Regions from separate parts of the Sus scrofa genome. Here all the other regions are linked to region 2. The links are chromatin contacts, called in public Hi-C and targeted proximity ligation maps. All regions are on one chromosome and are shown on one strand. The core of a region is the stretch at or near the end of the contact, and the rest is flanking DNA. Distances in the headings are between cores, read along the strand shown. Region 1 has its middle 22 kb from the start of S1PR1. Region 2 overlaps DPH5 (diphthamide biosynthesis 5). Region 3 overlaps LOC106508363 (a long non-coding RNA gene).

Region 1 (3,992 bases), core at 510-3,009, 250 kb before region 2:
ATGATAATGTGAGAAAAAAGAATGTATACATGTATGTGTGACCGGGTCACTTTGCTGTACAGTAGAACATTGGCAGAACACTGTAAACCAGCTATAAAGGAAAAAATAAAAATCATTTTAAAAATTAAAAAAGCACCAAAAAAAGATTTTTTTTTTTTTTTTTTTTACTTTTCTAGGGCCGCACCAGTGGCATATGAAGATTCTCAGGTTAGGGGTCAAACCAGAGCTGTTGCTGCCGACCTACGCCAGAGCCACAGCAACTCAGGATCCGAGCCGCGTCTGTGACCTATATCACAGCTCAGAGCAACACCGGATCCCTAACCCACTGAGCAAGGCCAGGGATCGAACCCACAACCTCATGGTTCCTAGTCGGATTTGTTTCCACTGCGCCACGATGGGACCTCCAAAAAGACCCTAATTTAATTCAAAGGAAAAAATAAATAAAAGCACAAAAAAACACCCTGCAAGGCTAACTTGACGCTGTTCATTTCCTCCCTTTTGTCTGATAAGATCCCTGTTTGTTTTTGATGACTGATTCCCCCGGGGTTATCCAGATCTGATCAGCCCTATCAGCCGTTAGTTTTCTTCAATTTCAACCCCGAAGCCCGTTTTCTGGCTGAGGATGGAACTGGGACTAGCAAAGGGGGCTTAATGGTAAAGCGGGGCCGCGGCCACAACCAGAAACATGACTCAGAAGGCACAGCCTCTTCCAAGTGGACTGGTGACCACTTCCCTGTGAAGATCAGCATATTTACTGCCTTTCCCCTCAACGTCCCCCCACCCCCACCGGCAGTCTGGCAGGATGACATGGCACTGCTCCCAAAGGAAGTAAAGGGTACGGCCAAGATGCCAGAAGCAGATCCCCCCTGGACATTCTGCTTCTCGGCTCAATTCTTAGCCAGGTCTTAAAGGTATAACCTTTAAAAATTGTGACTTACTGTACAATTACAGTTACACCTGTAACTTATATAATATTGTACCTCAGCTATAATTCCTTTTTTTTTTTTTTTAAGGGCCATTCCTGCGACATATGGAAGTTCCCAGGCTAGAGGTTGCATCGGAGCTACAGTGGCTGGCCTACCCCACAGCCACAGCAACGTGGGATCCGAGCCGCATCCATGACCTACCCACAGCTTGCGGCAATGCCAGATCCTTCACCCACTGCATGGGGCCAGGGATGGAACCCACATCCTCATGGATCCTAGTCGTGTTCTTAACCCACTGAGCTACAATGGGCAGATGTAGGCACCACCACCTGTCACCTCAAGCTGGACACTGGGGTGACCCTAAATGCTTAAGAGTCATCTGTATATGTTGTTGTGCTGGGGACCCTTGGATTAAATGCCATGTACACAAATATAACAAACTCAGGTACAGATATTAGGGGATTCAACAATACTCCTGTTTATACAAATCATTTCTCTCTCTCTCTCTCTCTCTTTTTTTTTTTTTTTTTTTTTTTTTGGCCACACCTGAGCATGCAGAACTTCCCGGTCCAGGGGTTGAACATGTGTCACAGCAGTGACCAGAGCCACAGCAGTGACAATGCAGGATCCTTAATCTGCTGAGCCATGAGAGAACGCCTACAAGTCATTTCTTAAAATATAGCAATTAATAAATGCTACCCATTGAAGCTGGTCTTTGGGAACTTCTTATGCCCATCCACAAGCACAGTTATTTCTTCCAAGTGCCTCTGCTATCACTAGGAGTGTGGTTTCCTGAAAGGTCACAGCAGCTTGAGGACAAAGAAGGATGCATCTCGAAATAACAGAGAAACTTGAGGAACTAGCCTTGCCCTCCTCCAAGCCATAAAGGAATTACGCCCCTAGCCCCCTTCCTCTGGAAGAGGAACCTGTGCTGTTCTTTCTTTGTCCTGAGAAGGGGATCTCAGTTGGAATTCTCCCCATTTCCCTTAAGGACAAGCCAATCAAGGAAGCTGGAGGGGAAAAGGGAATGGCAGCAGGAGAGGAAAGAGAATAAACATGCTTTCGTTTTAGTTTTTACAGTCTTTTGAAAGCTCTCCTTCCCTAAAGCCTCCCACTTCCCTAATCCTTAAAATATCCGTCAACCATGCTGAATCATCCTTTCGATCAGATGCTAAAGTCAAGAGGATGCTGAAAAGTAACTCATGGCAAATAACTGTACATCTTTCAATAGAATTCATTCTCCTTCTCCTTCCCAAAGACACACGAACACACACACTCACTCCTTTTTTCTCCCTAGAGTCGATGCCCAATCAAGTTTTTTTTCTTTTTTTAATTTTTTCTTTCTTTCTTTCTTTTTTTAAATTGAGCCATCCATTATTTTAGCAGAATAAAAATTACATTGGCAGGGCTCCACACACCAGGTTTAAATGCTACAGTAGCACAACTGCAATTGGCGAGTGAGTTGACCATCCACAGAGCTGAAAGCAAACTTCAAAGACCCCTTCCTTGATGGCCAGGATTTTAGATCTTAGGATTCCAGTGTATTTTATTTTCAGTAACTTAATAGGGCAGAGCATGTGGGTGAGGACATAAGAAACAAATCAAGAGAGTAAGAGGGAAAATATAAAGAAAGGGAAGAAAATAAAGGTGGATGGTAAACGATGCGATACATGCTATAAATGAGATGTGAACACATCTCTATGAGAACACCGAGAAAGCAAATCTGCCAAGATGGGCAAGGCTTTAAAAATGCAGAGATGGGAGTTCCCGTTGTGGCGCAGTGGTTAACGAATCCGACTAGGAACCATGAGGTTGCGGGTTCGATCCCTGGCCTCGCTCAGTGGGCTGAGGATCCAGCGTTGCTGTAAGCTGTGGTGTGGGTTGCAGATGTGGCTCGGATCCTGCGTTGCTGTGGCTCTGGCGTAGGCCGGTGGCTGCAGCTCCGATTCGACCCCTAGCCTGGGAACCTCCACATGCCGCGGGAGCGGCCCAAAGAAATAGCAAAAAGACAAAAATAAATAAATAAATAAAAATGCAGAGATGATTTGAAATCGGCCTTGAAGGTAGTTTGGGATAAAATGGAGAACAAGGGAAAGGGGGGGTTCTGTGGTCTCAAACAAAGGTGTTTTAACTGCTCTGAACCTCACTTTCTTTCTGTGGGCGCACCCTGAGGCTCCTTAGGGTTAAATGAGAGAGCCAAATAAAAAGCCCTTTCTCATCTCTACCAGGTTAAGGAAGGGTACTCAGATTACAGCTGCGATTAGCAGTACGTTGACGGATCAAGGTTCACAGACGTAGAAGGACAAAAGAGCAATATCTGGAAGAAAAGCTGGAGTGATGGGCTCTAGGTGTGCATAAACGGACTAGAGAAAGGGTGTGCGTTTCTGTGCGCATGTGTGCATGCGTGCGTGTGCACGCACATTCCTGGGTGCGAGTCCAGTGTGGGAAGCAACTAGAAAAAGCCAGCAGCAAGAGGAGGGTGAGGAAGAGAAGAGGCAGAGGAGGAGAAGGGTGACTTAAAAGTGTGTAGTCTGCCACCGACGCTGAATTGATAGACAGTGAGCCCCCTTCCCAAGGGCATCTGGGTAACAGGCCAGGCCCCTGAACCACAAAGCTAATGGACAGCGTTCTTTAAAGGTGACAGCCATGGTTCAGTGACAGGGGTACATTTTTACCTTTTTTAAGTGCGTTTCTCTCTTTGTCTTCCCTGAGAAAAAATCTTTGCACTCGTCTGCCTGCGGTAAGCCTGGGCCCAGAGGGAAGGTTTGAATTTATTGCAGGAGAACAAGACAAAGAGTAAAGTTCTGCTTCTGTCATTCAAAAAAAAAAAAAAAAAAAAAAAGCGGGTTATGCAAGCCTCTTAAAAGGGATTTGCTGAACTCCTTTGCGAGGCCCTTCATAGTTTAACCACCACGCACAGAGGCTTCAGATCATAGATGTCTACCACAAAAAGGGGGAAAAAAGTAACCAATTTGCCACTAAGATTTTTTACTCGGGTGAATGAAGGTAGGAAGAAGCTATGATGGAAAGAAAGATCTGATGTTGTTAGTGTGGGAACTGTAGGAA
Region 2 (3,998 bases), core at 1,049-3,548:
GGGTATAAAGCCTATTACAAGGTAGGTTGAAGGTTGTGGCCATATGAGGAATATGATGACCCTTCCCTTGGGAACCCAAAGTCACCTTTATGAGTATTGGTGACAGTTTTTAGGATCTCAGTATATAAAAATTGGGAGAAGTTCAGCTTCTCAAGGGCTGGAGGACCCCAAATGCCCCCGCTTCTCTGTTTCCTTCCTATATGCCTCTTACAGCAGCTTCGGGACACTGAGAAGCTTGACAATGATAATCCCTTCTCTAGGCCAGTTTCTTTATTTTTAAAATTAAGAACTTTAGGCTTTAGCAAAGTCAGATGATTTCCTGAAGTCACGCAGCTGTTTCAATCACACAGTTAATTTGTAGCAGAACTCAGGATGTGATTTCCAGCATCTAGTGCTTTCCAGCACTATTAAAAATTCTTTCAGGCACTCTTTAAATTGAACAATTAAATCTTTACATAGCAACCTTAGAGTTATGTTTTACCATATATTAAATCTTTGAAACTAAAATGCTTTGTTCAGTGCCTAGGTAAGAACTAATATTAACATATCATTCACAGTTTAAATAACTTTTTACATGTTATTTGAGTCACACAACCCTGTGGGTAGGAAGGGCAATATGTTATCCCTGTGATGGAACATTATAGAAGATAGTATGAGAAAAAGAATGTATGTATATGTATGACTGGGTCACTTTGCCATATAGCAAAAATTGACACAACATTGTAAATCAGCTATTCTTTAATAAAAAAAATTTTTTTTAAGAGTAATGGCACACAGCTAACATGTTGCAGAACCAAAATTCAAAAGTAGATTTTTCTTAGCCTGAGATTTGGAGTTGGACTTATCTAAGTGAATTGGGCAGCCAGCCTGGAACCAGGCAAGCATCTTGATGGTGCAGCAGTCAAGCAGCCTGGCTGAGCCACTTGGGGGACAGAGGCCCTTCTGCTTGGACTCCATGGTGAGGGAACAGATAGTGGGTACAGTGAGGGGGTAGGTTTTGAGACATGGCTGCAGTGGGTAGACAGTATGTGAATTTTACTGAGACGTGTGGTGGACGGGGCCGCTTCCTGAGACCAAGATGGAGTTTCTTTCTCACTTCTAATTAGCCGTGTGACTTGGGCAACTCAGTTGATCTTTCTGAGCCTTGGTTTTTCATCTATAAAGTGAGGATAATATTAACCTTGTGAAACCTGCTATGATTGCCCAAAAGTCTTTTTTTTTTTTTTTTTTTTTTTTTGGCTTCTTTGTGCATTCTTTGTATTTTGGTATTTTTAGCAGCTACCTAGCTAAATCATAAACTAGATACATGTGTTCTTATACTGAATGCAGAAATACTAGACTCCTTCTGCTGAAGACATCAGAATGACTCCAGTTGCTGTGGATCAAAGAGAACTTTTTGCACCCTTTTTTGTGATAGATTTGGTCCCCAGTCCACCTCAAGTTTCATTCTCACTTTTTATTTTGGTTGTTATCTGTGAAATAGTAGTTAGCGAATCGTTAAGTCATTAACTTATGTTTTTATTTTTTCTAGTTGTATAAATTTGGAGAGACTGTGTCTATTGTTTTTTGGACAGACACTTGGAGACCAGAAAGCTTCTTTGACAAAGTGAAGAAGAACAGACTAAACGGCATGCACACGCTCTGCTTGCTGGGTAAAGGCCTTTGGCGTTTCCTCGGGGTCACAATGTGGGGTTGTCATATTGTTCTCTTTTTGATTTTGTGTGAAGGTGAACTTCTTCTGTGGGCAGCTAGCTAGAGATAAGAAAGGATACTTTATGTATGCCATGCTCTTTCCCCAAATACCACATGGCTATTCCTGTGTACATGCTATAGTTCATGCTGCAGCCCACTTATGCCCTTATGGAGCCCCTCCAGGTTCCATCTCTTACCTGTTTGTCCACTGAGATCCTGTTCCGGTCCATATACAGCAATTCAACAGACTTGTATGGAGCATTTATTCTTACCCATCCCATGTCTCCCTCGAGGTGTCCTTTGAATATGCAGTATTGATGCCATCAGATTATTGATGCTGTCATAGATGTGAAAGAGACCCTGGAGATCATCTTATTGAAGCCTGTTTTATAGATGAAGTTGAGGCCCAGAGATATTGAGTCATTTTCAGACGCTCAGAATTGGTTGCAAAATTGGTAGAATCCAAATAGCCTGCTAGTCACAGCTTTTTTCACCGTATTATGCTGCCAAATCCTATTTCCTGACAAGGGTGGAAAGAGCTTGGATTGCTGTCTTCACATACCAAAATGATGGTACTAACGGAGCTGCAGACGCAGTGGGCTGCTTTTGCCAGCAGAGGTACTGGAATTGTACTGATTCACATTCACTACAGTTCCTGCTCTACGGTATGTGTTACAAAGATCCTGTAGTCAAAGCTTTCATCTGTGACTCATGAACAGAGAAGAGCTAACTGGCATTTTTGATGACTTTGAAACAATATTTACACTTGGAATCAGAAGACAAAAATCTGAGTTCTGTATACTAGCTAGAGAGTGTTGTGAACCGTCTTTACTTTACCTTCATTTTTGTCAAATAGGAATAGTCTTTTCTTGCCTCAGGGTAGTGTTTAGAGCGGTATTTCTCAAATTATGTGTGGTGAAGGACTAGGTTTTGTTCTTTTATATATATGTGTGTGTGTGTGTGTGTGTGTAATATATATACACATATATAAAAGTATATATGTGTATATATATGTATACACAATAAACACATACTTATTTATTTCAAAATTTCCAATCTTCTGTGTCAAAGTCAAATTACTCTAAGTGTTTCTAAACTCTCATTCCTGTAGTTGCTTCACCGTTTTCTGGTAGCAGAATTGTCTCATACTGGCATCAGTCCTCGGATCACACATTGAATTGCACCATTTTAGTGGTACTGTGTGTGCAAGCCATCCAGTAGAGTGTCTGCCACATAATACAGAGTCAGGACAGAGTGAACCCATGATTTTGGCCTCTTTAGTAAGTACAGATATCTAGAACATTAGATAAGATTCCTCCTAGCTGAAAACATTTAGGTTATTTGTATAATATAACCAGTTCTCTGTTATTCAGTAATATATATAATTTTTGTATTACCAGAACGCTAATCTATATGTCTCTTTTAAAAGAAGACTATTAAAAAGTTTTACTCAGGGTTAGCATTTCTTATAGGATAGAAATTGGAGATTATCTAGAGCAGGGGTTAGTAAACTAGCCCCCATGGATCAAATCCAGCCTACTGCCTGTTTTATAAACAAAGTGTAATTGGAGCACATCCATGCTGCTTCATTTATGTGTCATCTGTGGCTGCTTTCATGCTACAATGGCAGTGATAATTATGAGAGAGACCTTGTGGCCCTCAGAACCTAAGATATTTGCTACCTGGCCCTTTATAGAAGTTTGCCAACTCCTGATCTAAAGTGAAGTTTTTCGTAATCTGACGTGGTACACCCTGTGTTCCCCAGCGCTTCTCTTCCCCATTGTCTTGCATTATTTCCTTTCAGTCTTACCATCCATGTGAATTGCTTTATCAACTGGTTGGTTTTCTTCCCTGCTTCATAAGAGCAAGGACTTTGTCATGCTCTTATCTCTCTTCCAAATGTCTAGAAGTCTGGCACAGTGTAGCTGCTCATTAGTGTTTAATGGAAGTTAATTGGTTGAAGTTTATTTTTAGTTTATTTTCTCAGACTTGATCTTACTACCCATTGGCACAGAAAATCTTCAACTTTTGCTAGTTCATTCAGTTCCAGCCAGAATATATTCCTTTTACTCCAATAACATTGACACCTGATTAATTCTAGATCGAGATCAGTCCATGAATGCTTCTCTAATATTGTTTTGGCTTATGCCTATATCTCACAATTAACTGGTACGAAAATATTTTCTTCTTTTAGCTTATTGTCAGTGTAATTTAGTAATTCATAATTAATGAATTGACTTTCTAGTTTTGTCTTTGGATTTTTCCATGTGGAAAGGTACTGGTCTTCCTTTTTTGTAGTTCTTACT
Region 3 (3,707 bases), core at 753-3,252, 190 kb before region 2:
GGCCATGGCTACATGAAAATCTGATTACCCAGAGCTGGGACATTTTTCTTTGACCCGTGTCCCATAAGACCTTGTTAGGAAGAATATATTGAAAGCCCTGTATGCCTCAATCTGTGAGTCACATAAACCAATGACTGCAGTGGAATGTTGGGGGCAGGGCAGATTTCCTTTAAAAAGCACAGATTACATCCTTTTCCTACTCCATCACTTTCCATAGCTCTTTGCTGCCTGTATAATACTTTCTAAACTTCTTCTCTTGGCAGTGAAGAGCCCCCATAAATCGGGTCCCTCTCAATATTATTTTTCACTGTTTCTCAGAATAAATCCAGGCTGGTCTACTCACTGTCTTCCCAATTTCTTTTCACACCCACACCTGCACTTTTGCTGATACTATTTCCCTTGCATAGAATAAACCTTCTCTTCTCTGTTCCTTTGGTCTGTTAAATGACTAAGGCTTAAATCAAGTACTCTTCTCTGTGCAGTTTTTGTTTGTTTGCGTGTTCGTTTGTTTGTTTTTTACAATACAATTCCTATGCCATTTATTTTGGGACGACTCACTTGGCACTTGGATGTTATCTGCTAATTTGTTTGCTATTATACTTTCTTTATATTATAAGTTTTGTATTTTTCTTCCTTTTCCTTTTTTGGCTGCATCTGTGGCATGTGGAACTTTCTGACCCCAGGGATCAAACCCCCACCACAGCAGTGACCCAAACACCATTTCAGTGACAAAGTCAGATCCTTAACCACAAGGGAACTCAAGGTTGTAAGTTTCTTGAGGGCAAATTTTTTTCAATTTGAAGAGCATCTAGCATAATATTATTTTCCAAATTCAAGTTGCTTTGTTCTGTTTGCTTTTTAAGGCCACACCCGTGGCATATGGAAGTTCCCAGGCTAGGGGTCAAATCGGAGCTACAGCCACCAGCCTATACCATAGCCCCAGCAATGCTGGATCCAAGCTGTGTCTGTGCCACACCACAGCTCACAGCAACACCAGAATCCTGATGCACTGAGCGAGGCCAGGGATAAAACCCCTATCCTCATGGATACTAGTTGGATTCATTTCCACTGTGCCACAACAGGAACTGCCAAATTCAAGTGTTCTAAAATTGATGTATCTAAGTGTATATTCTGATGAGTATTGAAAAACATATATACCTGTGTCTATGTACCCACTCTCCCAATCAAGATAGACAACATTTCTAGCCATGTCTACTGTCTCAGTAGACATCTGGCTCAGCTTCAGGAGGAAGAGGCAGGACCAGAAGGGTGAATCGTAAGTTTGAGGCCAGCTAAAGGGATTGATTGGATCATCTGATAAAGTGAAAGGCAAATACTAAAGTCAGATGATGCAGTATTTTGTATTGAGCAAGTCTGGGATTGTGCAACCTGTGGATTACTCAGTCAAAGTTCAGTGACTGACAGGCAGCGGTGGAGACCGAGGCCCCAGGGTGGCCATGCCAAAGCCAGCTATGATCCTCTAGCTGGGACAAGCTGACCTCAAAAGAACTCTAGGAAGTTGAGGGTTACAGCACAGGCTGCTCCAACCTGAGGATCCAAGGTGATGAGATTTCTGGGAGCTTCTTTATTAAAAACATTTGCTCAGTGACAGACTGCTGATAAAAGGGATCCCTTGGCTGACTTGAATGTTTGGCTGCTTTATGAGTAAAACATCCCACTCGATTTCCCAAATGGGAATTGCCTTCGACTAAGAACATGCGAAAAGGCTGAGAGACTGATCCCAGCAGAATTAACATTATACTATATTACCTCTACCTTAAAACAGAATTTTTTAAAACATAAATCAGATCAAGCCATTCACCTGTGCAAAACCTTGCACTAGCTTTCCAAATTACAAAAGAAATCCAAAATTCTTAACCATGACCAACAAAGGCCCAAGCTGGTCTGGTTTTGCATCTACGCTCCCAGCACTGGCTTCACTTAAACTGCCCCTTCCTACTGGTTCTTAGACGTGCCAAGTCATTCCAAGACCTTTGCACTTGCTGTCCTCCTTTCCAGGGATGCTATTCCGCAAGCCCTTTGCTTTCAGGCATCCACACTTTGTTCAGCTCTATCAGCTACTTAGAGAAGTCTGGCCCAATATTTCTATCTTTCCCTTGCCCATTTTATTTTTCCTCTTAGTCCTTCTCAGTATCTGAAAATACACTGTAATTTAAATAATTTACCTGTTTATGGTCTGTTTCCCTCACTATAATGTTGGCTTTTATAATCTTTCTGCTTCATTGTTATGTCCCTGTGACTAAAGCAGTATCTGAGCATCTTCAAAACTCAATAAATACTTGTTGGATGAAGGAACGGGTTTTCGTATCTTCCGAATTAAACACCACACATATCATCTAGCCCAACACGCTTGTTTCATAGAGGAAGAGACCTATCACCTGAGGTGAAGGGGTGAAGGTTATCTTGGGACTACTTCTTGCTCTTGCTCCAGAACCCTTCAGCAAACCATGCAGCCAGTCATCTTCCAGCCACACTCTTTTGTGCCTTGATGTGATTGGCAATGCACAGTAACTAAAAGGTATTAGTCAAAGGCCCTTGTCTTTTACTTTCTACCTCTCTGGGGTCTCTCCATCTCCTCTCCCCCTCCTCTCCCTCCGCCTTTCCTTCAGGTAATCCTTTGAGTTACACTCTTGGCCCACCTTCCCCACTGGCCCCCTAGGTAGTCAAGTCCATTGCACCTGTATGCTAATGAATCAATACCTCCAGCCCAGATGCCTCTCCTTATCTCCAACTCACATGCTAACTCCTTACCAGACAGCTCTGTCTAGATGCCTCTGGGCATTACACACTCAGTATTTCCAAAGCAGAATTTATTCCCCATCAAAGCAGCTCTTCCGCCAGTGCTCCCTATCCAATGAATGAGGTTATCCAACCTGGCAAACTTCTCGCACTCTGTTCCCCTCAAATAATCCTAAGGAGGTGTTGATTCCACTTCCCAAATATTTATTGCATCTAATTCTGTCATTTTCACTGCCTCTAATTTTATTTATACTTCTCATCAATTCTTACATGGATGAATATAAAATTGCCTAATTATTTTTCAAGATGCAGTTTGCTACCCTTTAATGAGGCATCAAATCAATTTAGTGGGTCATAACAAGCTTTTTTTTTTTAAATCTCTTATTTCTTTGTACAAGGCAGAAATTAGCAGGATCAAAATTAGTAGGAACACAAAGGCATTTACTGGCAGCTTTTCCTTTTTTGTAAAGGTCAAAGTACTCAAAACATTTCAAACGAGCACAAAGACACATCTAATAGAGAAAGCCTGTTCCCTGCCCCCATTCACTTAAACTGAGTGGAGAAATGTTTTGTATCAACAGCACTCAGTGGATAGCAACATCAAATATAGTGGCGATTTAGTTTTAATGTGATTTGCATATGCATTATGATTGTTTGAAAGACATTTCGTTTCTCTGCAATGTTATTCCCTGAAATTCATATTCATCGTGCTTCCTGACCCAAAGGGGTGAGCTCCTTGGAGTAAATCCTTCTCCCACCCTAACCATTAGCTCTAACCGCCATCTTGGATTTGAAAGTGAAATTCAGTACTCTTGCTTCAGAGTGGTCAGTACAGTTTTATGTTCTACTTCCATGGTCTAGTCAAGAGCTAAATTTTCCACTCATTATAAAATTTTCTCCAGCATCAGTTAGTCCAGTATTCACGTCTCCCTCAAATTTTTCCCCTT

Evidence for each region. A called contact is a pair of places that touch in the nucleus more often than the background predicts.
Region 1: a contact with region 2 is called in a targeted proximity ligation map of alveolar macrophages. A contact is called at or near these places in 2 of 2 datasets of targeted methods (alveolar macrophages and skeletal muscle).
Region 3: a Hi-C map of liver shows a contact between it and region 2, with 3 times the contacts expected there. A contact is called at or near these places in 1 of 47 Hi-C or Micro-C datasets (liver) and 1 of 2 datasets of targeted methods (skeletal muscle).

What each region holds. Positions count from the first base shown.
Region 1 is chr4:117,045,337-117,049,328 of Sscrofa11.1, forward strand. No RefSeq gene overlaps it. Among named protein-coding and RNA genes, the nearest start is that of S1PR1, 22 kb to the right of the region's middle.
Region 2 is chr4:117,292,868-117,296,865 of Sscrofa11.1, forward strand. DPH5 (diphthamide biosynthesis 5) reads left to right here. Exons shown (of 8, transcript NM_001243679.1): 5 at 1,532-1,652. Among named protein-coding and RNA genes, the nearest start is that of DPH5, 26 kb to the left of the region's middle.
Region 3 is chr4:117,106,644-117,110,350 of Sscrofa11.1, forward strand. The region is part of intron 6 of LOC106508363 (a long non-coding RNA gene); the gene reads right to left. Among named protein-coding and RNA genes, the nearest start is that of S1PR1, 39 kb to the left of the region's middle.